Regions from separate parts of the Mus musculus genome. Here region 2 is linked to region 1. A link is a contact called in public Hi-C data. All regions are on one chromosome and are shown on one strand. Each heading gives the region's core, a stretch centred on a gene start, on an enhancer-like site or on the middle of the called end of the contact. The rest is flanking DNA. Distances are from core to core; before and after follow the strand shown. Region 1 overlaps Ajap1 (adherens junction associated protein 1). Region 2 holds the start of Ajap1 (adherens junction associated protein 1).

Region 1 (5,282 bases), core at 1,985-4,484:
ACCTGCATATCTGTGTGCACATACATGAGCTTGTGTTTGCACACATGTCTTATGCATGGATGGTATGTCTATACATGCGTGCATGGTTTGTGTATGTGTGTCTGTGTCCTGTATGTTCTCTCCGTCTGTGTGTCTATCATCCTGTGACTGCAGGTCTACATGTATGTGTCCATCCATGTTCTGTGTCTGCAGAGGTGGCTATGTTGGGTTACATGTGGACCAAAGATGAGACTAGAGTATTTGGGTGAAGGAAACTCCGGAGCCTGGGATCATGGTCGGGAATCTCCAGTAGGTGTTGAGAAACTCATGTGAGGAGACTTTTCTGACCCAAGTTCTTTGTTATGAGACCCTCCACTGGCATTTCAGTCCAGGCAGCAACTAGAAAGACATTCTTGGAGCCACAGGTCTCCTCTGGGCCTCGTTCCACACACTGTCCAGACAATGTGGGTTACACTGGACTCTTGGACCTCTGCAATAACCCTGCAGTCTCTGCACTGCCCCCTGCCTCTGCTGTAATGCCTCTTTTGCCTCTGCACTGTCTCCGCTGCCACTGCAGTGTCCCCCCCCCCCGCCTCTGCACTGCCTCCCTTGCTTCTGCACTGCCTCCCCCGCCTCTGCAGTCTCCCCTGCTTCTGCACTGTTTCCCCTGCCTCTTCACTGCCTCCGCTGCCACTGCAGTGTCCCCCTGCCTCTGCAGTGTCTCCCCTGCCTCTGCACTGCCTCCCCTGCCTCTGAAGTATCTCCCCTGCCTCAGCAGTATCTCCCCTGCCTCTGCAGTGTCTCCCTTGCCTCTGCACTGCCTCCCCTGCCTCTGCAGTGTCTCCCCTGCCTATGCACTGCCTCCCCTGCCTCTGCACTGTCTCCGCTGCCGCTGCACTGTCTCTCCTGCCTCTTCAGTGTCTCCCCTGCCTCTGCAGTGTCTCTCCTGCCTCTGCACTGTTTCCCCTGCCTCTGCACTGTCTCTCCTGCCTCTTCAGTGTCTCCCCTGCCTCTGCACTGCCTCTCCTGCCTCTGCAGTGTCTCCCCTGCCTATGCACTGCCTCCCCTGCCTCTGCACTGTCTCCGCTGCCACTGCACTGTCTCTCCTGCCTCTTCAGTGTCTCCCCTGCCTCTTCAGTGTCTCCCCTGCCTCTGCACTGTCTCCGCTGCCACTGCACTGTCTCCCCTGCCTCTTCAGTGTCTCCCCTGCCTCTGCAGTGTCTCCCCTGCCTCTTCAGTGTCTCCCCTGCCTCTGCACTGTCTCCCCTGCCTCTGCACTGTCTCCCCTGCCTCTTCAGTGTCTCCCCTGCCTCTGCAGTGTCTCCCCTGCCTCTTCAGTGCCTCCCCTGCCTCTGCACTGCCTCCTCGGCCTCTGCACTGTCTCCCCTGACTCTGCACTGTCTCCCCATGTTACTATAGGGTAGATGTAGCCTAGAAACCAGAAGAACACTTCAGGTGTCTAGCTGCTCTGGCCACCCACCGGGTTCATCCCTTCCCAACACTTCCCTGACTACATGTCTTTCCGTGCTGGCTGCAGCTGGTCTGGAGATCATGGCTTGCCATGGCCAGATTCCAGGACCTCCTTCTTACTTCCAGCCGGTGTAGTGAGGCCCTTCACAGGAACTCTGCCTTCACTGCCTCATCCCTAAGTGCTAGGAGAGGCCCATGGACTCACCCTGGCCTTCTGGCTTGAGGAATCGCATCCCTGTCAGCTCACAGCTACCTAACTTCCATGCCATCACAAGCCTTTGTCCTTGGGGCAGCCCCTCTCGGCTCACGGGTATGGTTCTTCCTGTCTCTGTACTGTTCTGGGAGTTTAGGGGCTGAAGACAATCACCTGCCTCTCCACTTGTGTCTTTGCCTGTTTTAACAAGTTCCTGGCTGTGTTGGTGGACTTTGCAAATAACAATGTAGCAGTTGCAAGACTCAAATCAGAAAACTCCTGAAACCGTGAGAGGCGGCCAATGGGTGCTGCGGAAGCTGATGATTAGTAATGAGCTGCCAAGCTGTTCCCTGAGCAGTGGCTTCAGGCATGGACTGCGAACTGGGAGGAATGTGCTGGTTCCAGTGCAGTAGGACCAAGGGTCTCCAAGTAGCCCAAGTCCCTCCCTCAGTACAGACTGCTTCTCAGCCTCCCAGGAAAGACAGACTGCCTTCCAGGACAGACCACAGACCACCTACTTCTCTGTGCAGCATCCTAAGATACATCCCTGTAGAGAGAGAACTAGCTACCATTTTTTGCCGATCCTTTCCCCTTCAAGATGAGAGTAACAACAGCACTTCCTCTTCTCGGTATAACCGAGTGAGGTGAGAGAGTCGCCGAGCCTGGCGCCTGCCATGTTGCTATTGCTCAGACTCTGTAGCAGCTATTTTAGGATCCTGCCGTCTTTTCTCTCCACGCACAGCCCTCAGCTGTTTGGCTTGCCGTGGTTACATACACATGGTGCTGTGGCTCTCATGCTTTGCACGATGGCCTAGAACCTTCCCTCAGTATCTTCCCAGCCAGATATCCCTGCCCAGGAGATGGTCTGCTGTGCTCAGAACTGGTCTGTGATCTGCTCGTGTGCCTGCCCATGCTTAGCTGGAGGAGCTATTTCCTGACCAGGCTCTGCTGCTCTCTCCCAATGCTATGCCTCCCCGGGTTGCATCTTTGAGAATAGATTTAAGCTGAGGACCTCGGTTGAGCACAGGAGCTTCCCGACACACCAATCCCACAAGAGGGTTTTTTTTTTTTAAAGGCCGGAAAATTCCCCATGGTAACATGCGAACGGGTCTTTGCTCCCTGGCCCTATGAGATTACTGAAGATGTGGTTGCCAGACTGAGACCGGATCCAGTGCTTTTGTGCCTGGCTCTGTCGAGTCTGTCCTTTATCTGTAGGGAGATGGAGAGGGCACAGGGCTTAGCCCTGGGGGTAAGTCAGCTCATTCTGGGAGGCCTGACTAGGACTGTTGTCCCCATCTGAAGAGGAAGGCTCAAGGCTTGTAGCAAGGTAGCCGGGTAGATGAGCAGCCGACAACACAGAGAGAGTGCAGCTGTGACAGGGGATGTGGGAACAGCAATTGAAATTAAGGACCCAGCGGAGCTGCAGGCACTTCAGAGAGCAGCGGTCCCCATGTCCCACCGTAGGATTTCTGCCAGGGGGGACGCTTTGCCGGGTCACAGCAGTCAGGGATCAGCCATAGGCACAGGAGACTCCCCACTGCTGAGACCGAGAACATTGCCACCCACTGTCCTGCCCACCCACAGCCTGTCACTTCGCTCCTCCAGAATGCTTGCGGGCACGTTTCCTGGGCAACCAGAACGCCAGCGTGTTGCTACCCTTCAGTCTCCTTCAAGCACCTGTGAAGGCTGTGCAGCTATGTCTCCCTGTTCCTGGAGTCATTGTTTGCTCCCGGGAGGCAACAGGGGCCTGGGCTTGATTGGTTCCAAGAAGGCAAGAAGTCACAGGACCCCAGAGCATCTACAAAGAGCTTAGCCAACAGCACTTGGTATCTCCCAGTGTGCCTTGCAAAGAGCTTCCTGAGTTTGCCCTGCTTTGTAGGTAGGGAAACTGAGGCACAGAACAATTATGTAAATTCTCCCATCTTCCTGCTACATCGAGGCATAGACCACCCTCTGACACTGCCTTCGCTCTTGCCAGGATGTTCTAGTGAGAGCAGTGCTTCACCTCGGTGGTCCCGTTTTACAAACTCACAACTTTGGTGCCCCCAAACTATCAGAGCCCAACTCCTGGCCATCTGTACAACCCCATTGTCCCATAGATCAAGTGCATCAAAAACCAGAAAAACAAAACAAAACAAAACAAAACTGGCACAGTTAAAAGTAGCCTTGGGAAGTCAGAGGCTGTACACAAGGTTAGGTGGGGTCTTACGCAGATTCTAAACCCAAACTAACAGATTGGTAATACATCATGGGGCAGCAGCTGTAGGGTGGTGATGAGGACGAGCCTGTGGTATGTTGTCGCACCAGAGGAAACTGCGGGGAGAGTTCCTGGAATAAGTTGTTCTCTTGCAACTTCTGTGTAAAACTGGAAGTATTCTGAGGTGAACAGGGTTCTTAGCAAGTTCACAGAGGTGGGGAGCAGCCAGGAAGTGGCTGGGTATGGAGTCGTGGTTCTGTCCAATGCCATTGTGAGTCCTAGGTAAGTCCTAGGTGAAGGGCTATCCTGATCAAGCACGAGAGAGGCGGATTTACACAAAACTGATCAGACAACACATCTTCCAGCACTTGTCTCTGTAACTCTCTCCCTGAGCTTGTTCCCAGCCTGTCTAGGCTTTACTGATCATGGAAGGTTGGATCTGGGTTGAAGGGAGGGAGACCCCAGATTCCACACTCCTTAGCTATCTTGTGTTGGTGGTGGGAAAACAGAGCCTCCAAGGGAGGAATCAACAAGTCTGGACTCTGGCTAACATCTACAGCAGACAGCACAGCAGGGTGAAGGGCCTGGGTAACACAGCAGCTGCAGCTCCTGAAGTAGGCTCTGAAGCAGAAGCAGAAAGGACAGGCCACCTCCATGCAACACCTGAAGTTTCTAAGGTAACCCTGGCCACACAATATCAGGGCTCCACTCTTCCAAGAGAGGAACCTGCTGTCTCCTGTTTCCGGGGGAGCACATGCTGCCACATCTGGGCCCCCAGGAGGGTGTGTCTGTGGGTGAGGAGATGTCTTTGTCTCCCTTAATTGACAGTGATTTTCTTCCGTGGAGAAACTGTATGGAAGGGAGTGAATTGAACCTCAATCCACTGAATCTTATTAAACCAGTCTTGGGGAAAAGTGATTTCAATAAAAATTTAAAAGGAAGAGAAGCGAGGAGCCGCAAAGTAGCAAATAGAGGCGGACGGGAGCCAATGGTGCACACAGCTTGCAGTTCTGCGTTTCCTCTGCACGGTGTCCTTGGAGATGAACAAAAGGTGAGGCTGTCTTGAGCGTCCTCCTCAGAGGGACGGGTGTAGATCTCTGCGTTCAAGCGAGGAGGGACCTTAACTCCTGGGGATTCCCGCTAAGCCCACTCCAGTCAGACTGAGTCTCCACAGCATTCATGAACCTTGCTTGTGACTCAGAAGGTTGGCAGGAGGCTCTCTGGTTTGCATCCAGGGTCCAGGATCGGAAGGTCGCAGAGAATCCCCACATTGGTTCCTATTACACACACACACACACACTCCTCCCTCTCTCTCTTACACTCTGTCTCTCTCTCTTTCCTTCCCTCCCTTCTGGGTCCAGTTCCCCTTTGTTGTTATTGAGATGTAATCTACATGCTATTAAACTCACTGCTTTTCGAGGGCATGGTCCTGTGGTTTTTGTA
Region 2 (5,282 bases), core at 2,057-4,556, 44 kb before region 1:
TGGTACTTGGCGGCTCCAGGCCAGGATGTCTGCCAGGCAGAGGAGGAGCTGCCAGAAGCTACAAGAAGACCTGCCCTTTGCACAGAGAGTCCCAGTAAGGGGTCCTGTCTGTGCATACAGAGGCTGTCAGGTGTATGCATGTGTGTGGGAGCATGCAAATGTATGTTTGCTCATCTGCATATGCCTCTGTGTGTGCAACTGTGGGCACATGTGTATGTATGTGCATCTGTGTGTCCTCAAGTGTTTGCTTTCATGTATGGACGTGTGTGTGTGTGTGTGTGTGTGTGTATGTCTCGGCGTATTAGGTGGAGTGGCACATACCCTCCTCGACTACTCCCAGCTAGCTCCGAAGGAGAGAAAAATAAATCAGATAGCTGCGTGATATCCTTGAGTTCTAGGGAACAGGTCACACACAGCGAGATGAAAGTTTTATTGTTTTTCCATCTGTAAAATAATGTTTTTTTTTTTTAATCAAGAGATAAAGAAAAACAAAGAAGTAACACAGAAGGGCTTGCCTTGGGGAGGCTTGGACATGAATTACCCTTGGGGAAGTAGAGTTGTGTGCTGAGGTCCCAGCTTCTCAGAGGTTCAACTTCTAACACGTCCTGATGGGGGCCAAGAGTCTCCTCCCCTGCCTAATGGAGAGGCCCTATGTATGTTACTGTTGTTTTATTTTCCTAGAGACTACTGTCTTTTCTTGTTCCCATCCTTGCATGCAGAAAATGTTACTATCCACTGTCTTCTTGGACAAGCCCCTTCCCGTCAGAATAGTATCCATCAGGCCAAGAAACACGAGCAAGAGAATTTGATCTTGGCTTAGTTAACTCTCACCGGAAGTTGAACATTTTTCTCGAGTCATAACTGTGGGTGGCGGGCTGATGGCTAGGTGGTACCTGTGACATCAAACAGAAGCCAGAGGCATTTTGTAGGCAAATGAAGTTGCAAAAGTCCCAGGGTGCATCTGGCTGTCAGTTATAACCAGGATATGTCAGTTACTTATCTAATGTATCAACAAGAACATACAGTTTTAAAAATTATTTTTATTTTATGTGCATTGGTGTTTGGCCTGTATGTGTCTGTGTGAGGGTGTCAGATCCCATGTGGATGCTGAGAATTGAACCCCGGTCATCTGGAAGAACAGGCAGTGCTCTGAACCTCTGAGCCAACTCACCAGCCCCCAAGAGCATACATTATTAAGTCATACATTGACTTCATTAATCTTTTTCTGGGCGTTTGCTGGGGATTGAACCTGGGGCCTTATCCAGGCTAAACACAGGCTCTTCCTCCAGCTGTATCCCAATCCTGTTAGAGTTATCTTTGAGAATACATTTCAGTAACATCTCAGACTGAACGGGATTTGCCACCTTCCCAAAGGGCAGTGGGTCTCCTAAGCCTGTGAAAAGGTCTGTAGAAGAAAGCAGGTCAGAACCCCCACCTCCAGTCACCTGGCTGCCCAGGCTAAGTCTCCCTAAGGACTCTACAGGCTGCTGGAAGGCCCTCTTTTTGCAGCACCCCAGCTTTTCCCGCTAGGTGGCAGCAGTGCAGGCATCTCCTTCCTGGTTGGCAACTGGGTCCAGCTTGCTCCGTCCGCTAGGACTTCCCTGCCTCCTTACTTTGTAAGATCATCTCCCTCCAACCCCCAGGACCAGGGCTCTGCGGGAAGAGGACCCAGAAGTGACCAGGCATTCAAAGCGCTGAGTCACCTGGGTGTCTCTCTGGACGACAGACTGGCACACAGCTAGTCGCAGCTGCACGTGCGCTGGGCCAACTCATTTAGTCCTAATTAAAACCTCCTGAGGGAAAGCACCGGAAACGGGTCTTGTAAGATGAGAAAGCCAAGAGTCGGAGAGGTTGCGTAATAGACATAGGACCCCAAGACAGTAGCACCCCATACCTAACTTCAGTCTCTTGCAACCATGCTACCTTGCTCCCAGATACTTTCTTTAGGGCCTGAGAGGGAAAACAGAACCATGTTGTCCTGTCCAGCCTGGGTGGGGAGAATCTCTGGCTGCCAAAAACCTTGGACTGGAGGCTCAGGGAAAAGGACCTGCCTGGGTGCACAGTGAATCCCAGGAAGACTGGCTCCTCCCCCCCCCCCAGCAACCCTCCCAGGGAGGCCTCACCCTCTCTCTCCTGAGGGGGGCAACTGCTGGGCTGAAGTCACTTGCTTGCAGCACCCTGGCAAGTCCCCAGTTGCCTCTCTTTACCTTCCCGGCTCTGACTCTAAAGTCCAAGCAGGAAGACCGCAGACTGAAGCTCATTTCTAAGGCCCCTGGCTTTGCATTTCTTCCCCACTATGTGTGGAGCTGAGAGCTGGCTTTTGTTCCTACAGTTCCTCAGGGACTAGGCAGCTAAGGCCTCCGTGGGATCCTCTGCCTTTATGTCACTCCTTTCAGTGAAAGGGGACCACAGAAAGCCTGTCTTTCACTAACCGGACATGCAGACACAACTAACCAGGTAGGCACCAGGGAGTGCTGGGTGGGAGAGTGGGCAAGATGTCTGGGAGTGCCAGGTTCAGAACTCCCTGGCTCTGCGAAGACAGCAGATGCCATAAAACCAAGAAGGAGGGGGAACTGCGCTGGAGACTGAATAACCGGGCAGAAGCATGCTCCAACCAAAGGCTGAAACTTCATCTGCCTGGAGAGAGGCCAGGCCCAGGCAGTGGGGAGACTCCCCAGGAGGACCCTCCCCAGCCTCTCGCATCGCCTGCGCCGTGCAGCTCCGCAGGAGGAAACTTTTCGCACAGCCTCAGCTCCCCAGTCCCATGAGAACCTCCTCTCCCCAAATCAGCCCTCTGCGTTCAATGGGCGTACTTAGAACAGGGTCCGAACCTCTTAACTGCTTCGCATGCCATCTGGTTACCGTGGCAACACCATCCGGCGGCGCCGGGCGGTCCAATCGGAGCCTGCGGCCTCTTTCGAGCCTTTCCCAAGGTGGAGACCCGGACGCGGCCAGGGATGGGGAAGGGGTGGGCCCGGTTCTTCTCTCTGGCGCCGCCCAGGCCACTCAGAGCCCAGGTCGCCAGTCCAGCTCCAGCGAGGTGGGCTGGCAAGCTAAGCCGACCGGCCGGGTTGGGGGCTCCGACTCCAGGTTGAGGGGCGGGGAAGGAGGGTGACGTGAGCCGGGCCCGGCGGGCGGAGTTGGGACCCGTTCGCGGAGGCGGGGGCAAGCGCTTCTGGAGGCAGACGCGCAGAGGGAGGCGGCCGAGCGGCGCGGGCGGCTCTGCGGAGGGCGCGGTGGGCGCGGGCGGCGGGGCCCGGGATCCCCGCGCGCCTCCTCCGCGCGGCGGCGCCGCCGCGCGTCCCCACGCCCCGCGCTCCACGCTTCTTCGCCCCGCGCCTCCCCTGCCCGCCTTCTGGCAGTCTCCGGGCCGCGGCTGTCTGCAGAGCGAGCGCTTAGACGGAGCTCTCCAGCAACTTGATCGGTGTCAGAACCTGGGACAGAGGCCCCTCGACCCGGCGGCGCGTGGAGGCGACCCGCGTGGGCCAGAGGGGCGATCTTCTCAACCCCCGGGCAACACCGATCACAGCCTCGCAGCTCCGGCTGCAGGCTAGATCCTCGCACGGCTTGCGGAGCCGCCCGCTTCGCTACTCGTCGCCCCGGAGGACGAAGCCCCGCTCCTCGGACCCTCGCGGCCGGCGACAGACCCGGAGTGCGCCCGCCTCGCTGCCGCCCGCGCCGTGTGGCCTGCGGTGGGGGCCCCGCGCCCCGAGAGCCGGCGGGAGGATGTGCGTCCCCGCGGGCCGGCCCGCCTGAGCCATGCGCCCCCTCGGCGGCGGCGCGCCGGCCGGCATGGAGCCCCGCGCGGCCGCGCTCTGACTCGCTGTGCGCCCCGCGGCCGGCGGGCGGCGGGCGGCGGGTGGCGGCGGCGGCCCGAAGCCGAAGAGCGGCGCCACGGGACCGGAGCGAGCGGGCGCGGGCGCCGCGCAGATGGCTGGGGCAAGCAAGGTCTGAGGCTGGGTTCCCTGAAACGTGACCATGTGGATCCAACAGCTTTTAGGACTCAGGTGAGCGACCCGGCTGGAGGCAGGGTGCATGGGGGGGTGGTGCGTGGGCGCTAGGCTGGGCTGCTGCTCACTGTTGCAAACCGAGGCACGGCTTCTCGCCTCCCCGAGGCGGCCCGCGTGGTGCACCCGAAGCCACGGAGCGCGGCCGCCTGCTGGTCCCTGAGGCCGGACAGAGAGAGGCAGGGAGCGGCCGTTCTCCTACGCTCCGCGAGTCGAGTGGGGTCGAGGTAGGGGCGCTTGCCCCAGTAACCTGGCAGCGGGGCTGGCCGGCGCGCCCGCTGCCCAGGGCGCCAGCAGCGCAGTGTCCTGGCCGGCGGCCCCGGCGCGGCTCCTCTCCGGAGCCCGGCGCGAGTTGCGGGCCATTGGGCGCGGTGGACTCGGGGGCCGGGGCTGACGCTGGATCTGCCAGGGAGAGCCACCGGCCCTCCCAGTTCTCGAGCAGCTTTGCCGTGGAGTTGGAGAAGCCCAGAACCCTACAGCCGCTCCGTCAGCCCTTCTCTCCGTTCCTAGGGCCCCTGGGCCCCTGAACTGAAGTGTAGTAGGAGCACAGCTGCCGACCCAGCTGCTTTGGGGTGACCTCCGGGCAGAAGGTCGCACGCAGCTGGCAGACAGCTGGGTCTGGAGAGCTTTTGGATTCTGGGGAAGCGACAACAGGCAACTGCCTCTAAGCACCTCTCACAGGCACACAGGGCTTGTCTGTGTCCGGGACCTTCCGGGCCAGTAGGAACTCAAGCCCAGTGCGGTTATGGGGCGGACCAGAAAGACCCTTCTCTGCAAACTTTGCCCACCTACCGAGTCGCTCAAGCTTCTCTGGATCCTGCCTTGGGGTCCCCAGAACGCAGTTGCCCCCTTTACAGAGCACAGTGTCTACTACCCTTGCCTTCATGTAAGGGGGTCTCTGGCCAGAGCTGCTGCGCCTGGGTCGGGATTTGGGACCCAGGTTGAACATCACAAATGGAAGCTGAGAAAGGCTGCTTGCGCTTCTAGTGTTTGTCCACTGGGATGCACTGCGCTCCCGTGTTGAGGATACAAGGGGTCGGTGGCTGCTGGAGCAGACTGCCTCAGTCACCCACCCCCACCAGCATGAAGCTGGGGAGAAAGTGGGGCCAAAGGAGGGAGGAACATGCGCGCGACCTGATTTTGAGAAGTCTGAAGGAGACTGGCATGAGAGTGTTTTCTAGCTGTCCTTGATTTGCGAGTGGTTCTGGCGCCCAGGAATACATGCTGGTCAGCATCATCTAGGGAAGACTGTCACGTCATTACTGGCATCCCCTT

What was found. A called contact is a pair of places that touch in the nucleus more often than the background predicts.
Region 2: a Hi-C map of cerebral cortex shows a contact between it and region 1, with 3 times the contacts expected there. The contact joins the promoter of Ajap1 here to the enhancer-like site in region 1. A contact is called at or near these places in 2 of 39 promoter capture datasets (hippocampal neurons and pre-B cells), 4 of 484 Hi-C or Micro-C datasets (cerebral cortex, embryonic stem cells and forebrain), 1 of 115 datasets of contacts at active chromatin or transcription factors (embryonic stem cells) and 1 of 9 other capture datasets (liver).

What each region holds. Positions count from the first base shown.
Region 1 is chr4:153,437,178-153,442,459 of GRCm38.p6, reverse strand. All of the region lies in intron 1 of Ajap1 (adherens junction associated protein 1), which reads left to right. Among named protein-coding and RNA genes, the nearest start is that of Ajap1, 43 kb to the left of the region's middle. Within about 2 kb of position 3,234, at least 28 of the 459 cell types and tissues checked have an H3K27ac peak or open chromatin away from gene starts, as enhancers often do. A contact at or near this core is called in cerebral cortex and hippocampal neurons, where this site is marked.
Region 2 is chr4:153,480,854-153,486,135 of GRCm38.p6, reverse strand. It overlaps Ajap1 (adherens junction associated protein 1), which reads left to right and starts at 3,306. Exons shown (of 6, transcript NM_001099299.1): 1 at 3,306-4,007. The coding sequence starts at 3,979.